Regions from separate parts of the Mus musculus genome. Here all the other regions are linked to region 2. Evidence: chromatin contacts called from public HiChIP or PLAC-seq data. All regions are on one chromosome and are shown on one strand. Each heading gives the region's core, a stretch centred on a gene start, on an enhancer-like site or on the middle of the called end of the contact. The rest is flanking DNA. Distances are from core to core; before and after follow the strand shown.

Evidence for each region. HiChIP or PLAC-seq counts read pairs in DNA pulled down with a chosen protein or histone mark.
Region 1: a contact with region 2 is called in an H3K4me3 HiChIP or PLAC-seq map of embryonic stem cells, with 7 times the contacts expected there. The contact joins the promoter of Vps35l here to the promoter of Mosmo in region 2. A contact is called at or near these places in 2 of 39 promoter capture datasets (the HPC-7 cell line and liver) and 5 of 115 datasets of contacts at active chromatin or transcription factors (astrocytes, embryonic stem cells, large pre-B cells and 2 more).
Region 3: a contact with region 2 is called in an H3K27ac HiChIP or PLAC-seq map of embryonic stem cells, with 6 times the contacts expected there. The contact joins the promoter of Knop1 here to the promoter of Mosmo in region 2. A contact is called at or near these places in 3 of 39 promoter capture datasets (hippocampal neurons, liver and pre-B cells), 1 of 15 datasets of contacts at CTCF or cohesin (large pre-B cells), 2 of 115 datasets of contacts at active chromatin or transcription factors (embryonic stem cells and thymic regulatory T cells) and 1 of 9 other capture datasets (adipose tissue).

What each region holds. Positions count from the first base shown.
Region 1 is chr7:118,738,872-118,743,528 of GRCm38.p6, reverse strand. Vps35l (VPS35 endosomal protein sorting factor like) reads right to left here and starts at 3,258. Exons shown (of 31, transcript NM_027815.4): 1 at 2,754-3,258. The coding sequence starts at 2,854.
Region 2 is chr7:120,674,924-120,679,095 of GRCm38.p6, reverse strand. Mosmo (modulator of smoothened) reads right to left here and starts at 1,476. Exons shown (of 3, transcript NM_001164580.1): 1 at 1,226-1,476. The coding sequence starts at 1,331. It also overlaps a transcript of Pdzd9 not described here.
Region 3 is chr7:118,852,828-118,857,333 of GRCm38.p6, reverse strand. Knop1 (lysine rich nucleolar protein 1) reads left to right here and starts at 1,336. Exons shown (of 5, transcript NM_023197.3): 1 at 1,336-1,711; 2 at 3,994-4,506. The coding sequence starts at 1,558. Iqck (IQ motif containing K) reads right to left here and starts at 1,582. Exons shown (of 9, transcript NM_001374605.1): 1 at 1,373-1,582. The coding sequence starts at 1,559.

The DNA of each region.
Region 1 (4,657 bases), core at 2,009-4,508, 1.9 Mb after region 2:
ACCTAAAATGTTATCTAGACTCCACTGATGGGGATCAACTTGGAGCATGTAATGTTGCTAGCAAGAAGACTACAAAACACTAAAAAAAGGGCTGGAGAGATGGCTCAGCGGTTAAGAGCACTGACTGTTCTTCCAAAGGTCGTGAGTTCAAATCCCAGCAACCTCATGATGGCTCACAACCATCTATAATGAGATCTGATACACTCTTCTGGGTGTCTAAAGAAAGCTACAGTGTACTTACATATAATAAATAAATTAATCTTTAAAAAAAACACTAAATAAAAAACATAAAAATTATTTTATTATTTATTTGAAATCACTATGTGGCCCAGGCTAGCCTAAAACTCCCTAGGTAGTTGAACATAACCTTGAACTCCTGATTGTCATGAAACTCCACCTTCTAAGTCTTGCAATTCCTGGCATGCTCTATCACACCCCATTTAATCCATACTAGGGATGAAACCCAAAACGTGTGTGCCAGGTGAGGACTCTACCAGCTGCTGTGAAAACAATTCTGAAGCTGTCTGTAGGTACAAACTCTGCCAACAAATCCTCGATGTGTGAGTTCAGATCCAGTGCACAGGAGGCACTAAGAAGAGCCCGGCTTCCCCAGCCTGTGTCCACGGTGTTGGCTGACTGGTGGCGTGAACCAAGCAAACAGCAGGTGGCTGCTGGGAGGCCAGGCAGCCATAGCTTGGAGCAAACCTCCCAGAGCTGAACAGACACAGCAGGGCTCAGGGAACCTGGGCCCAGGGGACTTCCCGGAGCAGGACAGATATGGCAGGGCTGAGGGTTCCCAGCCAGGGCCTGGAGGAGGGGCCCCAGAAGAGTAAGTTCCTGAGATACAAGAAAAAAGCCCAGGCTGGGCATCTGCAAAAGACAGGAGGCAACCAGAAAAAAAAAAAAAAAAAAAAGAAAGGGCAATTGTAGCTTTATCAGCTCAGGACTGATAAAGAGGAAGGCTCAGTGAACAGGACAATGAGGGAGGAGCCTGAGCACTGGGCAGAGGAGGAAGAACAGCATCACAGAGGGGAACCTCAACACTGGAGGGGTCTGGAAGAACGGCCACACGCACTTGAGAAGGGAAAGAGAAGCGCCATCTCGTCAGAGTCCCCCCAGCACACTGATCTGATCACTAGGCCTCAGGGAGAACCCCTCAGGTGGCTTTACCCACAATTCCCTCTTAGTAACTTCCTACCGGCTTCTGGTGACGCTTTGCTACTCTGTCCCCTTCACTGTCCCCTTCACTGTGCAGCGAAGCCCATCCTCTCCTATAGCGTGCTCTGCCATCGCTGCCTCACCACCACCACCACCACCATCACTAAACACACTCAACCTTACTATCTCAACAGTTGCCAAAAATCAGACTTTTTCACTAATAAAGATATAGGTACCTCCCATTCGTACACCCCAGAACAGTTTGTCCTGGTTACACTGGCTGATTCCCACTACTTTCCCTCATTTAGGGAAAGAGCAAACTCCAAGATCCAAGTCCCTAGAATTCACATGGCAGGCTGCACGACTTTAGGTCAACTCGCATCCCATGGTCTCAAATGAAAAGCGGACTTGGTTAACTAAGTTAGCTAAGAGGCTAACGCTGACCACTAAGCACGTCCCTTGAGAAATGCGCTCTCTGGAGCAGAGGCACACTTCCCCTGGGCCTCATCAGCTCCCTCATGCATCGACAGGAACAATCACCGGGAAGAAGACGGACACAATTCTGTCTCTCTCATTAAAGAACACGAAGTCAGTGGGTAAAACTGAAAGATGGGCGTGCACTCCCACACACTTGCTCAAGAGAGACGGCTACAGAGACCATAGGCACGAGCAGAGCTGGGGTCTCAGCAGTATGGAAAACGAAAACATCCAAGGTTAAGCCAGCACAAGCAGGTGAAGCCAACCCACGGTGTGATACGGCACCACGCTGACGTGCTGTGTCCTTAAGTGGTCACTTAAGAGTCTGCAGGGTGGAGTGAATTAAAGTGTCCGGCCAAAAAGCCAGAGGGTTGATGTTGGTTATGTTCAAGGCCTAGCGCTACAAATTTCTTTCATGCTCAAACGCAGAAATTTTGCCCCTGAGATGCAAGGTCTCCAACGTCCAACCACATTATCATCCGCTTATCCTATGTGGGTTCTTTATCGACACAAATCACCTGTGACAACCTAAAGGTCACCTCACTTCTAAGCACAAAAAGGCCCGTATGCCAGTCACTTGGGTACACACTATTCCTTCCTGCTTGGTGAGCTCGTATGCATCCTGCAAGACCCAGTTGAAGGCTCTTCTCTGCAGTCTACCCAAGCCGCCAGGGGAGTTGACTGACTGCCCCCTCTCTCCTTTGGGCGTGTCCTCTCTCTAATACGTTCTACTACGTTGAACAACGAGGTAAAGAAGCGTGTCTGGGGACCCTACATAGAGTAGGGTGAATGGTCCCACTTTACAGATGAGAAAGTCTAAGGAGCTCAAGGAACAAGCGACCAGGTCTCCCAGGTGCAGACTCCGGGCGAATTCATCCCCTTCCCCAGAACTCCCAGGCGTGCCAACGTCTCCCAAGGAGGCGGAAGCCTTGGATGGAGTCCGTCTGAGTGAAGGAGCTGCGGAACAGAGGAGAGGAGCAGAGTACTGACAGCGGTTCTGCTCTTCCGTAGTCCTGACAGCCCGGGCGGGGACGGAGGCCACCGATCCCAACAAGGAGGACTGCCCACCCCCACTGAGAGGAGCCCTCCCCGAAGCCTACTAGCGGGTTTTTCCTTACCAGGGAAAGACAGCCATCTTCCCAGTCACATGATCGCCTGTTTTCCGCGTCCAGCCCCTTTTCTCACATCCAGGGAAGCTCGGCCCCGCCCCAGACGCCATGATTGTGAAGGGCAGCTTCCGCTCTGAAGATCCCGGGCTCCGTCATCCGCCATGATTGTGAGGGGCAACTTCCTCCGGATTCCGATCCTCCGCAGTTGTATCGGGCAATGGCCCGGCAAAACCCAAGCTCCGTCATCGGCCTTGATTTTATTTTTTCTTTTTATTTTGTTAATAGAAATCCATTTACGTCTGCCTCCGAATGATGGGATTAAAGGCCTGCATCACCACGCCTTGCTTAAATCCCATTCGTATTATGTAAATATGTGCACGGAGGTCAGTGGATAACGGACAGGTGTTGGTCCTTTCTTCGCTTGGCACTAGATGCCATTACCTTCTGAGCCATCCCATTCACACACACACACACACACACACACACACACACGATGCCATTACCTTCTGAGCCATCCCATTCACACACACACACACACACACACACACACACACACACACACACACACACACACACACCGCCCCCCAGTCTTGTAAGGGGTAAGACGCCACTGGCTGCTTGGCCCGCCTGCGCCCTCTAGTGACAAAAAGGAGTGCACACACCCATCCCTGCTGAGGGCCAGACACAAGTGATTATGAAGTGAATTCTGTTTGGTGTGGGTTCTCTTCATGCTTCGTAAGGATGAACACTTTGGGCATTTTCCCCCCACTACTGACAATCTACGTCCGAATACGGGCAAGCAAGTTCTGTTCTTGACCACAGAACTTTGGCGCTCCTGTTTTAAGCCCCACCCCACCCCACCCCCATGGATAAATTATGATAGGGTGACTGCACTCAATGCACTTTGCCCACTCCCTTCTCAATAGAAACTTCTGGAGTATCTATCATTAATCACTTGTTTTTGGAAAACTGATGCTCAAAGCTGGTGAGTGTCAAACTCTAACTCAAATAAGAATGGATTAAGACTGGGAAATTAGCAGACTGTCTATTCATACCATCCTGGTTCTACTCCCAAGTGCATTTCCTTATGGAAAGAGCAGCATCCTCTTATGCGTTCTGGAAAAGGCAACGGAATATACTTTAACTAGGACTGACATTTTCAGAGTCCCAGTTTCTTCCTCTGTGAAACTGAGCTAACTGCTAAGGTGACAGGAGGTTATAAAATCCCTGTCTCCGGGGCAAACCTCAGATGCTGTAGTTAGTGAGGCAGGCAAGACAGGCTGCTCTTGGTTGGCCTTTGCTCTCAGAGCCTTTCTCTCTGTAGCGCTGACCCTGGTCTATAACAGAGCAGGGCATCTACTGTAAATGGGCATGCCACTTGCCTGGGGACTGTAAAACAGTGGCTCTGGGATAGTTGTGTGTACAATTCTAGGGGACACTGCTGTTGGTGGTTCCTTTGAAAGAATGGTAGCAGTTTGGGTGGTAAGAAGCAACTATGAGGCACTAAAGGCAGGGGACCAATTGTCCTTCGTACATTCGTCAAACCCATCCCATCTTATGTATAAAATAGATGATGGGGAACTATCATAAAACAGGCTACATTTCTGGAAAGGATAGATAACTAAAGGGTTCTTCTTACCACATGCTAAGACCATGGTTTTGTGGCATCTCTGTCAGTGTCCCTAAAGAACTGTAAAATCTGGGCTGGAGAAATGCGTTATCTGGTAAGCACTTGCTGTTCTTCCAGAAAACCCAGATTTGATTTCTAGAACCCAAACTCACAACCATCTGTATCTCCAGTCCCAGGGGATCTGATGCCCTCTTCTGGCCTACAGAGGTACATGTGGTATAGAGACACACATACAGGCAAAATATTTATATACATCAAATAACTAAGTCTAAAAAAAAGAATC
Region 2 (4,172 bases), core at 227-2,726:
ACCGTTCTGCTCTTATATAATGTATAGTAGCACTTCCCTTCCCCGAGCTGCCTTGCCTTGCTCGTGGGCATTCCAGCCACTACCTACAGGGATTCCACCTAAAAGATCTTTTTCCAATAAGGATCTCTCTACTCAACAGTGCGAACCTTTCTTTGCTCCTAAGCATGTGATACTTAGAAAGTCTCACAAAGGAGTCTCTACACATACAGTCAGAGTAAAAACAACGGTGATAATGAACTGAATGTCTGTTCACACATATAGTCAAGTACACTGTCTGGAGTCAGCAACACTTTCAGAAACAGCCCACAGGTATTACCAAACTCCACATGATTCCCAAACTCTCTTTTTATGTGTTACAATTAACAGCTCTGCTAAAACTCTACAGCCAAGACAAGTGGAATTCTTCAGTGTTATGTTAATAACCAGTACATCTGGCAGCATGATTTTGTGTTACTAGGTCTAGGTTAGAGAGGAAGAAGAAAGCAACAAATGTCCCAGCTACCGTTTTGTTTTGTTTTGTTTTAAGAGCTAAAAATATTGCTGGATAAATTGAGAACCCTATGCGGCACTTAAGAAGTTTGACAGCACAACGATACATTTTATAAGAAATCATTTGAAGGGTCCCACTCCTCATTCCCCTTCACCTTCGCTGAACAAGCAGTTCAAATACAAGACCGTTCCTTAATTCTGAGCAGTTCTCCTGACAGCTGTGTACATTAATTAAAGGTTTGGTCTCGCAGGTCTAGGTGAGAAAGAGAGAAGCAAGGGAGGGCTGGAGCTGAGAACCCTGCCAGCGCATTCACCTGGGATACCCTTCGGAAAGATGCCCGCCTCTTTCTTGAGGACACCCCACACACACACACACACACAGACACCCGCCTCCAGCGCCAACGTTCCAGCAGGCACTGCCTCTGGGGCTGCCTGCGACTCTAATGTGTTATTTAATTTTCTAACTACTATTAAGATATCTCCAGCGCGCGCGTGTGTGCGTGAGATGCGCTGGAATGAAAGATGCTCCATAAAATGAAGTTTATTATTAGTATTATTATAGCTCCCCCCAGGCCTAAAAATAAAGCAAAGACTATAACCACAGACACTTCAAAGGGGAAAGGGGGAGCCACGGCAAACAGCCTCCGCCGGCCCCCCCACCCCGGCGCCGACCTTTAACCCTCGGGATCGCCGACCCGGGGGACCGCCACCCTCCCGGCCCGCGCACGCCGCTCACCCGCCGACTCCCCGGTGTTGATCCAGTCCGGGTTGGCGATGCTGGCGATGGCGAAGATATCGGCGGCCAGAAAGAGACATCCTGAGATGATGGTCAGTTTATCCATCGCCCCGCCCCGCTCCCCCCACCCCCCACCGCAGGGCAGGCCGCGGCCTCACTCCTCGCGCCCCATGGGCCGCCGGGCCCCGGGGTCCCCGCGCCGCCGCCCTCGGCCCTCGGCCCGCGCCGCGCGCTCGCGCCCTCCGCGCCGGGACCCGCAGCCGCCGCCCGCCCCGGAACTGCTCGGCCCGCCCGCCCCTCACCCGGAAGCGAAACCGCGCGCCGGCCGGCGGCGCCCAGGACTGCCCTGCAGAGCCTTCCCGAGGGGGCGTCGGCTCAGCCCGGCGCTCGGGGCTGCTACGGTGGTTCGGGTCGGAGACCCCTGAGATCTTAAAGATTTGTCCAGTGAGAATTAGGTGCAGACTGTTCCAGAGACAAGGAAACAGTCACTGGGGAGAGAGAAAGTGGATGTCAGGTTCAGGGACCTGCAGAACGGCCCGTGTGACTAGAGAGTGAGTGGCAGGAGAAAAGGTAGGCAGAGGCCAGAGGTGGCATTCGGGGTGGGCACGCGCCTACGAATCCCAGCTCTCGGGAAGCGGAAGCTGGAAAGACACCAGTTCCATGACAACCTAGGCTAAACAGGGAGATCCTGTCTTTAAATTCACCAAATGTGTATTTGGATTTTGTTCCAGATGCAATGGGAAGGAACTGGAGGATTTTCGACCAGGATAGTGACATGACCTTATTTGGTTTGTGAAGATCTGTGGTATAAATAGATTATAATGGGGGGAGGGGCAGCGAATGTAGGGACACCAGAAATGGCCCCGCAGTCTAAGACAGAGAATTGTGGTTTTTAGTTATGGTAGTCAAGAAAGAGAAAAATGAGCAGATGTGTGTGTTTTGCAGACAGAAGGAAGAACTTGCTGATAACAGAGAAAGCGATGAAGAATAACCTGAAATGTTTGTTAGTTTGCCCCTACCAGGTGTTTAGTGATATTTACAGAGTAAGGTTGTGGGGAGAGCCTTAGATTTAGTGCATAAACAGGAAACAATAATATGAATTGTTATAATAACAGGATTTGTCTACGATTTTGCTACCCCCTGGAGGTTTCCTTCCACCGTGGCTCTCTGCTAAATCACCATTAACCCTGACTTTATATCCATCTCTTTCTTAGCACTCCATAGAGCAAATGGAGATGATTTTTCTACTTAAGTACCACCTAAGCTATCTCTAGAAAGACCTAGAAGAGCGACTTTTGTCTCTATTTTTGGGATGCCTACATGTCCACAAAACTCAGGAGGTTTCAAATTCCACCAAATCCAGCATCCTTTCGTAATGGGCACCAGTGCCACCACGTAGATTGGGGAAAATGGAGTTGATTGCTGGTCTAAAGACTTTTCAGCCCAAACATTGGTCTCTTGGGGCAAGTATTTTTTTAAAAGTGCATATTTAATTACATAATTTATTTTTCCTCTGCCATTGACACTGACTCAGGTAATTCATGTTTCCTGGGGATCCAGATAGAATGCCTATCAGTTGCTGCAGTAGCTCTTCCCTTTCTTGTTCTAAAGACTGGGGAAGTTCTAAGGAGCCATAGTTTTGGCTTTGTTGTTGTTGTTGTTGTTGTTTATGTTTGTTTGTTTTTTCAAGACAGGGTATAGCCCTGGTTGTCCTGGAACTCATTTTGTAGACCAGGCTGGCCTCGAACTCAGAAATCTGCCTGCCTGTGCCTTGCCTCCCAAGTGCTGGGATTAAAGGCGTGTGCCACCACCGCCCGGCTTAGTTTTGGCTTATCTGCTGTTTTGATTGTCCAGAATAAAAGGAGCTGTAACTATAACAGAGAGGATTCCTGACTAATACCCATTGATGTTCATAACTGATCAAGGCCAAATGTTGGAACAGTTTGCGACTGTTTTAACTCCAGCTCTGTGGGATGACGATACTTTAATTCTTGAGTTTGAAAAAAAAATGTATAAATTCTTCCTTTTACCCCAACAGTATTTACCAGGACATCTTGAAGTATATGTATTCTTCTATTCAAGATTCTAGACCTGTGATTAAAATGTGTGTGTGTGCATGTGTGTACATGTGTGTGTGTATGTATTCGTGTGTGCTTGCGTGGGTGTGTATGAGTGTATGTGTGTTAGAAGGATTAAAAAACATTCTCCATCCTTCTCCAGGGGTTTCGTATCATTGTAGATAACAGCGATTCACCTGGTCTTTTCCTACAAGTAAGACAGGCATAGTAATTAGGAGGCAAGCACAGTGCTCACACAGTTCCCACCACTTCCCATTTTAGCCGCACGCTCTGTTTGTCTCCAATCGCGCTGATAATTCAGAGTCCCATGTCTCTGCAGTAACAGGACAACACAGTTCCCTTCTCTACAGCTCTACCTACATTTTAACAGAAGCAAAACTGAGGGGCAATGAGGGGGTGGGGTGGGGGGAGAGCAAAATGATGGAGAAGTATGTGCTAATTCCAGCCCTGCTGCTAACTTGAACTGAGAAGTCCATGTCCTTGCTTTGAGCCTCTTTTTCCTCTCCTCCTGAACAGACCTTGTGTGCAGCAGAGGCATCTCATCACTCACCTGAGTAAACAGCTGGGATCTTTCTATTCGGAGATGAGCCACCATGCCCCTTACGGTGGAGAGTCCTTGGAGACCCAGAAGAACATAGACGGCCCCCAGGAGGGCTCTGTGCTGGCAGGCTAAAGACAGAAATAGCCATACGGTGGCTGTTAAAGGGATGAGACTGTGGCGTGCTTTCTTGTGATAGATGGTAGGACTCAGCTCGGAAGAAGCTGACTCCAGATGGGACTTCAGGGAAAACGGGAAGAAACCGTGCCATTACTCTGCACTTGAAGGAGCATCTTTGGCCTGACAGGATAATGAACACACTTCCTCTCTC
Region 3 (4,506 bases), core at 87-2,586, 1.8 Mb after region 2:
GAAGGAAGTGAGTTGAGCCCCAGAATCCATCTCTGTTTCTTAGTTGTGGATGCAAACGGGACCGGCTGCCAGGAGCCCCCACTGGGATGATGTACCATATCCTCAAACTGTGAGCCCAAATAAGTCTCTGAGTTGCTTTTGTCAGATATTTTTCACAGCAATAAGAAAAGTATCAAACTATACAATAAACTGTACTATGAAGATCTATTGGCTTGGAAAAGTGAATCCTCTGGGTGAAAGACAGTAAGTATATAGACACCTGAATATTGCTGCAGATAGTTCCTCGGGTAAGGACCCTAAGGGTAGAACTTACAAGAACATCAGGGTGAAACCTTTTCTCTAAAGCAAAGGTTACAGGGAAGGAGTAATGCAAGCCCTGTGGTCTGGGAGGACTGACTGACTCTTCTCTTCTTCCTCTGAACTCACCACTTCTTCCAAGTCACCATTTTTCCCTCTATACACTGACAAATTCACTGTTTCCATTCACGAAACATTTACTGACCTGGAACTATTCCATAAATATTGCTATTTAAATTTATCAAAATTAAGTAAAATAAGAAATTTGGTTCTTCTAGTCTGCCAGTCCCAAATTACACCCCAAACCCATTTAACAGCACAGATTATTGAACGTTCTATTAGTGTTGTATTGGACAGCCAATGCCACAAGAATGAAAATCTTTCAGTAGCTGGAAGGCTGAGGCAGGAGGATACTCAGCTGGAAGCCAGTCTGTAGTCCAAAAAGGCGAGAGAAAAGGGAGAAGGGATAGACAGCGGACTTATTATGAATGAATCTGTGTCTCTTGCCTTTGAGATCTGGAGGCTTTGGAATGAAGGAAAACTAACACTCTTCCTGTAACCTAGGATCTGTGACTACGTGGTTCTACCTCCTAACACCACGACATAGGTACCATTGTTATGCCCGCTGTACGACTATTACAAGACCCCATGACCAAGGTTCGTGGGCTACAAAGGAACAAGTGATCTAGCCTGCTTGTGGGGCTTCAGAAAGGCTTTGGGGCAAGTGGAGATCAAAATCTATTTGTCCACACCAAAATACTTCCTGAGTATCACCGGAGCCTGTCTACAGAGTTCATTCATTCCCTGCTTCCTCGGGCGATCTGCGGGCGGTCCGGGTCTCTACCCTGAAGCTTCACACTACGCAACTCTCTGACCGGGTTTCCTTCTGCGAGCCTGTTGCCTGAGGTCGCACCGGAATCCAAGACATACGCCAACCTCTTTCTCCGCGTGTGGGCCTAAGGCTCGGCTCCTCCGCCCGCGCGCGTCACCCGCCTGGCGCACAGAGGCTTGGAACGCGCGTCCCGGCGGGTCCCGCCCGCGTCCCGCCCGGCCCGACCAGCGGCGGGGCGCCTACCCTCGCAGATCTGATCCCATAGGCTCTTCCCCGGCGGCTCGACGACCTGCGGGGGTGACACGAGCACTTCGGGAGACCCGGGCGACACTGCGGGCACCGGCGTGCGCGTAGTGATCGGCGAATCCGCGGAGCCGCTCGCCTCCTCACGCAGCACGCTGCGGCTGGATACAAGTCTCGGCGCCGCCATGGACGCGGTTTCTACAGCAACCCAGGGCACCGGGAGGCCGCGACCCGGAAGGAGAAGGATTTCGAGGGGGCGGGCCAGAAAGTCGAAGCTGACTTCCGGATCGCGGCTGCGCGGCTGCTCACGCGGGGACGCTTGGCCTGCTAGCGAACCAGGTGAGTGCGGGTGGTTTGTGCGGGGCCCCGAGGAAGGTGCTGCACGCTGGGGGAGAGGAAAACAAAGATAAGTCACCCCCAACTCGCCTGCAGCCCTCGGTTTCTCTCCAAGCCGTCCCGCCTTGGAGTAGGCATGGGGATGATCCTGGCTAGCAAGCAGCCTGCGGTTGGTGAGGGCAGCACACGCTCCTCTGGCTCGAGTCCGTGTTTTGCACCTTGTTGACTTTGAGACCTAGTGAGTTACAGTCTCCGAGGCCTGTGAGGCTTATTGGTCACACTAACCCTATCCACTGCTGCCGCGGGAATTTAAGAGTGCCTTCACACTGGGCATAGTGGCCCACGTCTATAACCCCGGCACGCGGGATGCAGATCAGCCCTAGCGACGTAGTCAAACTTTGTCTCAAAAACAAGGCGCTTTTGAAGAAAGCTTGTGTTTGCAGGTGATGCAGTGTAGGTTCGGTTCCACTTCTCGCGAGTGAAGTACAGTTAAAGGGATGGAAAAGAGTATGTTGCTGTTGGCTGAGTGGCAAAACAAAGAAGTGGGTTAAGCTGACGCCTGGGACCTTTTTGTCCGGGTTATTTTTCGTGATCACTGGCCCTAATCCTGTAGAATCATCATGGTCTTACTTGATACTGGCCTGTCGGGACTTGTATCTTTCTCTCCTTTGTGAGTCCCCTTCCTATGTCCTCTAAAAGTCAGTATGTCTTGAGGCCCAGTTATGTTTTCTTGTTAATTATCATCCCTGAAGTCCTGTTTATGTCGTCTCTGTTGGCGAGAGTGACTTCCTTGCCTCAGCCCTACAGTACACATGCTGAGTGAGTTATATCAAGGCAGCTGTTTCATCCAGCTGCCCAGTCACCCTCCACTTCTGCCTCAAGGGTTGACTCTACCATCCTATTGGTCAAACTGGAAAACCATGTTCAATATTATGGAGTTGAGAAAAATGCCACCATAATATTGGTGTATAAGATTATACATGTCTGTGGGGGCATCTTCTTTCTTTCTTTCTTTCTTTCTTTTTTTTTTTTTTTTGGTTTATCTGTATAGCTCTGGCTGTCCTGGAACTCACTTTGTAGACCAGGCTGGCCTTGAACTCAGAAATCTGCCTGCCTCTGGCTCCGGAGTGCTGGGATTAAAGGTGTGCGCCTAAAGCAAGGTGAGAGTGGACTTGATATGGCTCAAGTCTGGCCTAGATCTTTGAAGCTGCCCAGAGCAAGCTGAATCCTTTGTGGAGCATGTTAGCGCCGAAGCCAAGGAGAGGTGCAGGATAGAGAAGCTCCTGGACCCTTAATTTCCACCTCTTTCCTTAGAAGCCTCCCATGTTTTGTCTCTAGTCCACAGAGTAGCAAGAAGCATACTGGTGATCATAGTGAAAGCCATGTATTGAATCCCCGGCCACTTGTCGTAAGTGCTTCTGTTTTTCCCGAGGAAAGCCAGGTAATGAAGGTTTCCATGTGTTATGGCCACATGTTAATTCCTAGCAGTCACTTTGAAACTGAAGACAGTGCTTGCAGCTGTCTTGTAGACTGAGATAGCCCAACTTGTGTACCTTCTGGTTCAGCCTTTATATGGATGATAAAACCGGAGTCCAGAGGGGCCAAGGGTATAAAGCAAGGAAGTGTACCAGTGTTTCTATTTGACCCAAGAGTTTGGAGTCCTGGCTGGGGCTTGTCTCTCTTTGCCACGTTGTTTAAGTAGCTTGGGATGGTAAGAGTTGGAACAGGGGGATTCCTTTGTAGACCTAGAGCAGGAACACTCGACAAATGAGCCAGAGGAAAGAGCTGACTATTAACTGTGCCATTTATTGGATCTGGTGGAAGACTGCTTGGATGTTCTCTCTGCTTCATCTGGTTTTTAAAAAAAAAAAAATGTCATGGAAGCCAGCTAAAGTCTTGATCACAGCTGTGTCTTGCAGTGCTGGCTTGAGTAGGCGCTTGGTAAATATCTGTTGAATATAGGTCTGTCTGGAGGTTTCAGGGAGATGGTGGACAAGGAATCAAGTGCTCAAAGCCTTTTCTCTGGGCTTTCCCGGCACCTCTCTGAGGATGGATGTGTTCTTTCCTTCCAGAAAAGGAAAGTGACGTGCAGAGAGGTGGGGTGATAGAGTCAAACTGAGTGAGGAGTTTGGATTTGAATGTAAGGCCATCTGCATTTGCACTTCCTGCCATTTAATTGTCTTTCCTCCTGCTCCCAAGGAATGGGAGCTGTTTCCCTTTCTCTCGGACCGCAGGCTGGGACTGGGTAGAATGGTAAACTGCATTATTTCTGTTTTTCTTCTCAGTAATGGTCAGCAAGACCCAGAAAGCAGACCTGGGCCCACAACTCCCAGAGAAGAAGAAAAAGAAGAAGAAGAAAAAGAGAGTGGTTGCAAATGTCTCAGAACCAGAGACTCAATACTCAGTCTTAAACAGTAATGATTATTTTATAGACGCTTCTCCTCCGAGGGCCACGTCCCCTTCTAACAATGTGGATGAGGTGCAGATCCCCGAGATATCACTGAGCAAGAGAAAGAAGAAAAAAAAGTCCTGTAGCACTCACTTGGAGGAGTGCCTGGGGGCTGAGCCTACACGGGCAAGGCAGAAAAAGTCACCTAGCCCTAGAAGGCAGGCCCTTGAGCAGTCAGCAGAAGGCCTCATCAGAGAGAAGAAAAAGAAGAGGCGGAAGTCCTTATCAAAGGCTGCCTCCCAAGGCTCAGGGCTGAAGACCTCCCCAGACCCCAAGCATGCCAAGGAGGTAAGCAAAGCTGGTAGGAAGTCCAAAAAACAAAGGAAGGAAAAAAAGGTTCCTGACACGG